Regions from separate parts of the Sus scrofa genome. Here region 2 is linked to region 1. Evidence: chromatin contacts called from public Hi-C data. All regions are on one chromosome and are shown on one strand. Each heading gives the region's core, a stretch centred on a gene start, on an enhancer-like site or on the middle of the called end of the contact. The rest is flanking DNA. Distances are from core to core; before and after follow the strand shown.

Evidence for each region. A called contact is a pair of places that touch in the nucleus more often than the background predicts.
Region 2: a contact with region 1 is called in a Hi-C map of skeletal muscle, with 4 times the contacts expected there. The contact joins the promoter of SAFB2 here to the promoter of DUS3L in region 1. A contact is called at or near these places in 6 of 47 Hi-C or Micro-C datasets (adipose tissue, heart right ventricle, liver and 2 more) and 1 of 2 datasets of contacts at active chromatin or transcription factors (alveolar macrophages).

What each region holds. Positions count from the first base shown.
Region 1 is chr2:73,194,175-73,199,117 of Sscrofa11.1, reverse strand. DUS3L (tRNA-dihydrouridine(47) synthase [NAD(P)(+)]-like) reads right to left here and starts at 1,504. Exons shown (of 13, transcript XM_003123092.4): 1 at 1,286-1,504; 2 at 251-539; 3 at 1-29. The coding sequence starts at 1,392.
Region 2 is chr2:73,332,648-73,337,182 of Sscrofa11.1, reverse strand. SAFB2 (scaffold attachment factor B2) reads right to left here and starts at 2,641. Exons shown (of 18, transcript XR_002341685.1): 1 at 2,304-2,641; 2 at 1,032-1,119. SAFB (scaffold attachment factor B1) reads left to right here and starts at 2,689. Exons shown (of 21, transcript XM_021084024.1): 1 at 2,689-3,161. The coding sequence starts at 2,799.

The sequences.
Region 1 (4,943 bases), core at 255-2,754:
TCACCATAGAAACATTTAGAGGCTGATTCCTGCAGGGAAACAAGCCGGCAATGAGGGAAGACAGGGAGACAGTCAGGCAACCAGGGATTGAAATGCAGGTCCCTCTCCTCCTGGCAGGGTGTCCTCAGTTTCTTCATGGGCAGATGGGAATGATAACGATTCTTATATCACAAAGTCATGAGGATTGAATGAAGGACAGAGAGGCACACACTCAAGTCCCCTAAAACTTTCTGGTGACAATGACACTCACCTGGATCAGGGAGGGACAGAGCCTGTTCTTGTCATAGTGGGTGGGCTTCACATGAGGCCGGCTCTTGTTCTGGCCCCGGGCCCTCTTCTGAACCTGCGGCTCCTCCCTCTGCTCGGCTGCCTCCTCTGTCTGCCCGTCCTTTGTCTGCCCATCCTCCAGTCGGATACGCTTGGCCTCAGGCTCAACCAGGTCATTGTCATCAGGGTCCCCTGCCTTGGTTTCCTGGCTGGGCTCCTCCCGTCCTTTGGCTTCCAAGAATTCGTGGAATTGCTCCTTGGTGGTGAGGTATCTGCCAACAGATAGGCGGGGGAAACAGGAGTTAGGGAAGAAGTCCCTCTGAGCTCAGAGTCAATGAACGCTGAGAAAAGAGGCTGAAAACACCTGCCCCTGCTTACATGCTTCTGCTGATGGGGTGCTCACTTAGAATCAGTCAGCTGCCAACCTGGGAGCACCTCAGGGCCACAAGGAGTACCTATTTTGTTCCTGGGTCCCCAGAGCCCACACTGATGAGCTGAAGTATAGGCATCAGATGTGAACACCCCTGGCCACGTTAGGATAAAAGAAACTACAAGTCCCAGAGTGTCTTGCAACCAGGCCGCAGCCCGCCACATTTCCCAGCACGCCCTTCAGCCTTACAACCCCCAGCACGCCCCCTCCCCGCCTCCCCGCCTCCCAGCACTTGCTTCAGATTCAATCCCAGATTCTATCTGCGGCTGGCTAGGGGTGCACATGCGCTATTCCCGCCAAATGCTGAGACTACAGTCCCCAGCATGCATGCTGGCCTTGGCATCAAAGCCCGCCCACCCCAGCATGCACCGTGCTGTCCTTCGAGCATGTGACAGTTCCCAACGTGCGCGATCTCAGGTGCTCTCCGGCCCTGAGAGTAGAAAAGAAAGGAGAGCAGAAAAGAAAGAGAGAAGAGCATGCGAGCTTCCCGCCCTGGGCTGCGGCCCCACCTCCCAGCATGCACGGTTCGGGCCCCACTTACGGATGCCGGGAAGGCCCTGAGATACTCCCCCCGCCCCAGAGACTCACTGAGATTTAATGGGCGTCACCCCTCGTTCTGGCTCGCCGGCTCCGGGGTTGCCACCACCACCACCACCACCACTCTCTGCTGGGGCCTCCGCCGCTCCCTCCGCCATCGGTCCCCTTCACCCCCGCTTTGGAGTGTCGCCTTCCGGGTCGCCCGTGTGTCTCCCCTGGTTGTGCCGGGGAAGTGCTCTTGCCCGCGTCGCTCCAAATGACGCCATTGTACGTGTCATGGGGCGGAGCCTGCGTGGGGGTGGGGCCTCAGATTCTTGTACAAACCTCTGATCCTCTTGTGGGAAAGGGAAATGTTAAATGATCCTTTTGGTTCGCTCAAACTGGCCTCCTCCGGGCCACAATCGGCCCAAGGAAGAGTTGTTTTCCTGATGGGGTTTAAAATTTTTTATTTTCAATTTTGTGTGTGTGTGTGTCTTTTTAGAGCCTCACTCGCGGCATATGGAAGTTCCCAGGCTAGGGGTCGAATCAGAGCTGCAGCTGCCGGCCAACGCCACAGCCACAGCAACGGGGGATCCAAGCTGCCTCTGCGACCTACACCACAGTTCATGGCAGTGCCAGATCCTTAACCCACTGAGCGAGGCCAGGGATTGAACCTGTGTCCTTATGGACACTAGTCGCGCTCGTTAACCACTGAGCCACGACAGGAGCTCCTAAAATTTTTTAAATTCTGCTGCTTTTATTTGGGGCGTTCATTCAACAAATAATTTGTTCAGGGCCTGTATGCTAGATGCTGTCCTAGGGATACACCAATGAATAAAACAGACAAAAAAAAACAAAAAACAAAAAACTTTGCCCTTAAGAGTTCAGATAGGAGTGGTGAAGACGATCACATAATAAGTATACTGTATGTTGGATGGTAATGAAGCAGGAAGTGGGAATACCTTTTTTTTTTTTTAATGGCTGCACACATGGCATATGGAAGTTCCCAGCAGCAGCTACAACTAACAGTGCAGCTGTAGCGATGTGGGATCCTTTAACCTGCTGTACCGGACTGGAGATGAAACTCCCACCTCTGCAGCAACCTAAGCCACTTTAGTCAGATTTTAACCCACTGTGCCAGGGCAGGAACTCCCAGGAATGTCATTTTTTGGTGGCTTCAATGCTTAATAGAATGATCAGGGAAAACATTTTCACTGAGAAGCTGACATTGAGTGTTTTTGAGAGAAGTAAGGGAGGAGTTCCTGTCATGGCTCAGTGGAAATGAATCTGACTAGCATCCATGAGGACGCAGGTTCAACCCCTAGCCTCACTCAGTGGGGAAGGATCCGGCGTTGCCATGAGTTGTACTGTAGGTAACAGATGCAGCTCGGATCCTGCGTTGCTGTGGCTGTGGTGTAAACCGGCAGCTGTAAGCTCCCATTCGACCCCTAGCCTGGGAACTTCCATATTCAGGGGTGGCCCTAAAAAGACAAAAATAGAAAAGAAAGTAAGGTTCAATAAATAACAATGAACATTAATGACTACTGTTGTTACTGTTACTTTACTACTATTATTTGCCTTGAATTACGTGAATAGCGCAGAATGGGAACAACCACGCCCTTATAGCGGCCCTTGCATTTCACTGCTAAACTTTTTTTTTGGCCGAGTCCGCAGCATGGAATAGAAGCTCCTGAGCCATGAATATAACCCATGTCGCAGCAGCAACCCAAGCTGCTGCAGTCACAATGCAAGATCCTTAACCCACTGAGCCACAAGGGATCTCCTCATGGCTAAACTTGATGATGTTCCCCTGAGCAGGGAAGTGAGGCAGGAACTCTGTGTTCCTAGAGGTAACAAGTGGGGAAACTGAGGCCTGAGGAGAGAAAGGATTTGCTTGAGGCCACAGGCTAGGCACCAGCTTTTCTAAGACCTGGGAGAAAATGGAGTGGGGGTGGGGAGAAGCTTGTCTTCCATCTCTAGCCTTGGCTGCCCTCTATCGGACAATCTGGGAATAAAGTGGTGGAATCTGGGAGGAAACCACCACAGTCCTTGGGAGACTCTTGCCGCCGCCCGCCCCCCCCACGTCCAGGGACAGGAGCTCACTTGTTCAATGGGAGGTGCCTGTCCCATTGCCCTCCAAGATTCTACCATCATGTCCCCGGTGTCATCCCACAGGCACCCAGGTCCTTTGGGGAGACAACTGGACAGCTGGGGAAACTGAGGCCAGAGAGGGTGACCTCAGGAACTGGCCTCACTCCTCTGGGCCTCAGCCTCCAAGAACCCTCCCAGGGCTTCCTGGCTCTGCCCTATAATGGTGACTTTTTTTCTCTGTGTAACGTGATCCAGGAAGGCTTCCTGTAAAGGGGGTGGGGGCAGCAGCGAGGAGTGTGCCTGTGGACTGGCCATTAATAACCATGGTATTACTACAAGTGACATAATATTAATTGCTTGTTTTCATTATATTATTATAATGGAATAGTTTTTTTTTTTTTTTAGGGCCATACCCGCAGCATATGGAAGTTCCCAGGCTAGGGGTCAAATCAGAGTTGCAGCCTTTGGTCTATAGCACAGCCATAGCAACGTGGGATCTGAGCCTCGTCTGCAATCTACACCACAGCTCACAACAACACTGGGTCCTTAATCCACCAAGCAAGGCCAGGGATTGAACCTGCATCCTCATGGATACTACTCAGGTTCTTTACCGCTGAGCCACAATGGGAACTCCTTTAATGGCATAGTATTAATTATTCACCAGTAGCTAATTATTGAGCACTTACTGTATCCCAGGCTCTGTCCTAGGCTCCTTTCATGTATTAGCTCATATTTTTCCTCTCTCAGACCTTATATGGAGGGAACAGGCATTCATCCCAACTCCCTGAGTCCATGGCCTGCAGAGGGTCCTGGCTCAGGGCTGCCCCACCTTCTAGCCAGAAACCAGGGCATCAGGACACACACACACACACACACCCTGCAACTCCCCCCACAGCCTGTCACTCCCCGTGTCCTGCCTACGTTCCCTCCAGGGTCTCTCTCTGGTCCACCTCCTCTCCAAGCAACCCCCCTTCCAGGCTTTAATCTCCAATCCTGACCCCAAGAGTCCAGCCTCCCACAGATCCCTTTTCTTCTTTTTTTTTTAATGGCTGCACCTGTGACATATGGAGGTTCCCAGGCCAGGGATCAAATCCAAAGCCAAGTTTTGACCTACAAGGATTCTGCAATGCTGGATCCTTAACCCACTGTGCCTGGCCAGGGAAGGAACTGGAGCCTACACAGAGACAAGCCAGATCATGAACCCACTGTGCCACAGTGAGAACTCCCGCTACAGCTCCTTCTAAAACACAGCTCTGACCATGGCACTCCCCTGCTCCCCATCCTTCCATGGCTCCCTACTGCCCCAGCCCTGTAGCACACCCCTGAAGTTTCTGCATAATCTGGCCCCTGCTGCCTTTCCCAATTTCATCCTTCATCACCTCCTCACTTCCTAAACTCAAGTACCAAGTTTGTTCCAGACCTCCCATGAGCCAGTATGATCTCCCAGACTTTGCATATGCTCTTCCCTCTCCCGGGAAGACTATTCCCTGCACCCAGTCACCTTGTTCATTCCACACACCCTTCCATTCCCAGCTTCTCCTCTGGAGAAGGGATGCACAAGGGATCTTCCCCATTAAACTATGAGCCCATAGTGGACAGGAGTTGGGTCTGCTTCGGGCTTTCAGCATCTCCAGCACAC
Region 2 (4,535 bases), core at 1,392-3,891, 140 kb before region 1:
GAGACAACACTGCGTCCTTAACCTACTGAGACACAATGCAAACTCCTGAACTCAGCACTTCTTAAGATGAATGGACACATACAGCTTTGAGAATTTTTTTGTAGCACCTTTCAAGAGAACAAGTCCATCATATAGAAGTTTCAAATTATACTATCCTTATCACAGTAAATTTTGATAATGAGGACAACATCTAATGAGGTTCCTAAGTTTTATGAAATTAAATACTTCCAAAAATAACTGAACTCAGCCATAAAAAGGAATGAAGTACTGATACGCGTTATATTATAGATAAACTTTAAAAGCAATGCTCTGTAAAAGAAGCCACACACAAAAGCCACATGTTACATGATTCCACTTATATGAAATGACCAGAATAGGCAAATTCTCAGAGACAGAACCTTGACTACATATTGCCAGGGGCTTGGGGGAGAGGGAGATGAGAACGAGCACAGGGGGCTCTTCTTGGGATAACGGAAATGATGTCAATCTAGTGGTGACGGTTGCGTAGCCATGTAAATACTAAAAACCACGGCATTATACACTTTAAACTGGTGAGTTTTACAGCATGTGAATTAAAAAAAAAAAAAATCACGCTGGTAAAATATAGCCTAGGTGCAAATAATCCAACAATCTATTTTGGACTCTAGAGAAGTTGGGTTCTATTTGGTCTCAGGTTGGTGTCATTTTCCTTGATTTGAGACCTATTTTTTGAACCAGGAAGGAAGCCAAGGAGACCAGTTGGGGCAGCTTTAAGAGTGTGCCTTACTCTAGCTCTTTTTTAATCGCAGTGACAAGAGCTGAGATGTTCCTAGTATGTATTTTAATTTAACTTGGCACCTACAGAGCTCTATTTCTCTCAGCACTCTGATGGAACCACATGTTAGGTAGTAGAAAAGTAAGCTAAATGGAGGAAAACGAGGTCCAAAGGAGCTTTTCTGACCTGGGGAGCAGGAAGACTGCTAAAAAACCAGTTCTCTACATTAGTGCTCTGAAGGCAGAGGCCCCAAGCAGCAACAAGTACAAGTGGATACCTTTAAGGCATCTCTTTGTTGTCTTCTTGCTTGTGGCTTCCAAGGCGATGCCAATTTCATCAGGCCCCTGCCCTTCTTCCTTCACAGCCTATTAGGAAGAGACAGATTTTAACATTACTAAAAACTGCAGGGCATGTACTGTTCTCTTTTAAGCAATGACTTCCCTGTGAACAAAGGTGAACCTTTCCTTGCAAAAAACAAGTCTGGTTCTGCTATCTGGGCTGCAAACCCCAAAGGCACAGGATGATCCCAGTACCCCCTAGTTCTTTCTGGGCTCCTCACCCAAAAGACAGACAGTTCAGAAACAGGGTCAATGACAAGTTCCAAAATGACCCCTAACCTCCAAAATGCCTCTGCTCTAAGTCAACAAAGTAACAGGCAGAAAGGCGGCAGGGGCAAAGGGCTGAGGAGCTGGTCAACCCAGCCATCTTTGACCTGAGGTAGAAAAACACCCATCAACCTGGGTAGAGGAGAGGTTAGTGGTTCCACTCAACAAGTATCCCAGTGCCTTCTGGGCCTGGGGAGGCGCGGCGAACCCAGGGAACTCACAAGGTCCTGATCCTCAAGAAGCTAGTTCTGACTTGGGAAATGACAACGCCCCGCCCCAGTTTGTGTCAAGTGCCCCTGAGGTGGGAGCAATAAACACAGGATGGTGCGATATGGAGTCAGGGAAGTGCAGCAGAACTTAGGGAGGCTGGTCGGCGACTCGACATCTCAGACCCCAAAATGACAAGGCGCCAGACAGTTGTTGACCTGGGAGAGGAGCAGTCCGGGGGAAAAGCAAGGGAGGAACAAAGGTCCTGGGGCAGGACCCAGCAAAGCACCCTCCACCCCGAGAAATCTCAAAGGATCTTCAGTCTTGGATCTCCAAGAAAGAAAACCTCTCCAAGACAGAAAACCTCAAAGGATCTTTCTCTCTTGGATCTCCAAGACAAGAAACAAGAGCAAGTAACGGAAAGCACTTGTCCAAGGTCACACAAACAGTCTCCAACCCAAACCCCGGGTGCAGTCTAGAAGCCACCCTGCAGCTATAGTGGGCTTTCAGCGCTCTTGAAACGACTAACTAGAAAAAAAGGAGGAGGTAAGACACAGAGAGAAGCGGTGACGAGCCAAGGTCACACAGCCGGATCCCCGCGGTCCCTGACAGCTCGGGCTGGGTTCGGCCACGAGAAGCGGGCCGGAGGCGCCCCGGGCCCGGGAGTCACGGTGACAGGCCCGCTCGGGGGCGTGCCCCAGCTTCCTGCGCCACCCCAGGGCCCCTGGTTGCCTCACCTTCTTGAGTCGCTCCATCAGGACGCTCTTGTTGCCACCCGTGTCCAGGTTCCGCTTCTTCAGCTCCGCCCGCAGATCGATCACCCGCAGATCGCTGAGCCGCCGCGTCCCGGCTTCTGAAGCGCCCGAGACGACACTGGCCGTGCCAGAACCCGAGTCACCGGACCCTGCCGGAGACTCCGCCATCCCGGGCACCCCGTCTCCGCCACCTACTCCTCACACCGCCGGCGGCAGTAGCGGCTCTGAACACAAAATGGCGCCGCCGGCGAGGAAAACGCACTCGCTTCCTCCCGCCCAGTTTTTCCGGCAGCGCATGCGTGCGGCCCCTACCGGGATTCTTAGCAGCAAGCACGCTAGCGCGTCGACCAAACGCACGTGACCCGGCACAACGCGCAGGCGCCGTAACTGCAGTACGCATGTGTGCCGGCTGATCGCGGCGGGAGGCCAGCAAAACGCAACACGCCTGCGCGCAGTTCCCCAAGTCTCTCACCACGCATGGGCAGACGCGACCGGGAGCGTCGAACCCGCGCCGGGTGCGCCTGCGCAGGAGCGAGGCGCGCCGGGGCGGCTGGAGCGGTTCCCTCGCAGGCGGCGCCATTTTGTGCTAGAAGCCGAGATAAATCCTGCCCGGTTCTGTGTGAAGTGGGCGGCGGAGCCAGGGTCCCTGGAATGGCGGAGGCTCTGTCAGGCCTAGGCGATTCGAGTGCGGCGGGCGCAGCCGCTCTGAGTTCCGCCTCGTCGGAGACCGGGACGCGGCGCCTCAGCGACCTGCGGGTGATTGATCTGCGGGCGGAGCTGAGGAAACGGAATCTGGACTCGAGCGGCAACAAGAGCGTTTTGATGGAGCGGCTCAAAAAGGTGGAGCCGGGGCCTTGGGGGTGGGCAGGAAGTGGGTTGGGGGACCCCGGCAGCCACGACGGTGGCGTCCTGGCCTCGGGGTCCGCCCCCGGCCCTGTCTGCGGCCTGCTTTGGGCCTGGCGCTCAGCGCTTCTCCCGGCTTCTCTCTGGCTCCGGCGGGAGCTCCAGGTTCGAAGTCTAGAGTCGCATCGGGGCGAGACTGGGGAAGCGAACGGGGGAAGTTTGGGGTGACGGGTGACATCGGCTAAGGCCTGTGTTTTCCGCATCATTCACTGTTTTTTAGGGATTTTTTTTTTGGTTGGTTTCATCCCAGTCTGCGAAAGTGGACGCGGAACCTTGAAATCCTCATTTCCTCCGCGGCGTGGGGACTGGGCCAAGGTCATTCGACCCGAGTGGGGAGGTGGGGATTTGAACCCAAGCCGTCTGATTCCCTGAGCCCGTGCGGGCCGCGCGGTTCTCCTTTGGGAAGATAGATGCTCCTTGATCCGTTATGGCCTAGAAGCCTTGAATGAACTGTTAAAGTAATCGTTCCGAAAAAAATCTTCCAAGAGAGAGAAAAAACGGCTTAGGGACCTTCCAGCACGGACTCGGGGACACAGCATGCAAAGGGAAGTGCAGTTAGCAATCGCGAGATAGAACATAGAGGGTTGGGGAGAGATCAGGCCCCTGCCAGGCCCAGGGGCCTGATCTTGGGCATGGAAGACATTTACTACCCCTTCTCGATCCTGTTTCTTTTTGTGTTCGAAGAGGAAAGTAATAGTTCTTCCGTGCTAGGATTAAGTAAGATGGCATGAAACAGGCTTGGCGTGTTGCCTAGCACATGTAAACACTCAGAGGTAGTAGGATCGCTGTTACAAGTCACTTTTCTTTCTGTGCCACCGTTTGATATTGGCAAGCGGCAGAGGGTGGTTCTAACCCCTGTCTTGAGGGGTTCTGAGGGATGCGTGTGAAGAGCAGTGAGTTTAAGTAAATGTTGGCGCCTTTCTGTTTCACCCTATGGTTTGCTTTATTCCTGTGGCTTCTTTCTTTGCCTTTTTGCAACCTAGAGACACTTGTCTTGGGTCTTCCGTGTAATCGCTAAGCCTTGCCACTTAATCCAACACCCCCCACCCCACCCCCAAGCCCTCCAGACGGTGCGGTTTGTGACTCATTCCACCCTCCTGCCTCCCAAACAACTGAGGATTGGGGGGTTATTTATTAATTGCTATTTAGAGGAAATGGGGATTATTTTCTATTATCTGGTTGAGAAGCTCAGGCTTGGGAGTGGTGAATTACTTCCCTTGAGTCAGTTGGGTCTAACTCAGAAAGCCTGTGTTTCTTTCAGTATGGATACTAACTTCCTTTACTCAGACAGGTTAGGCATTTGATTAAGAT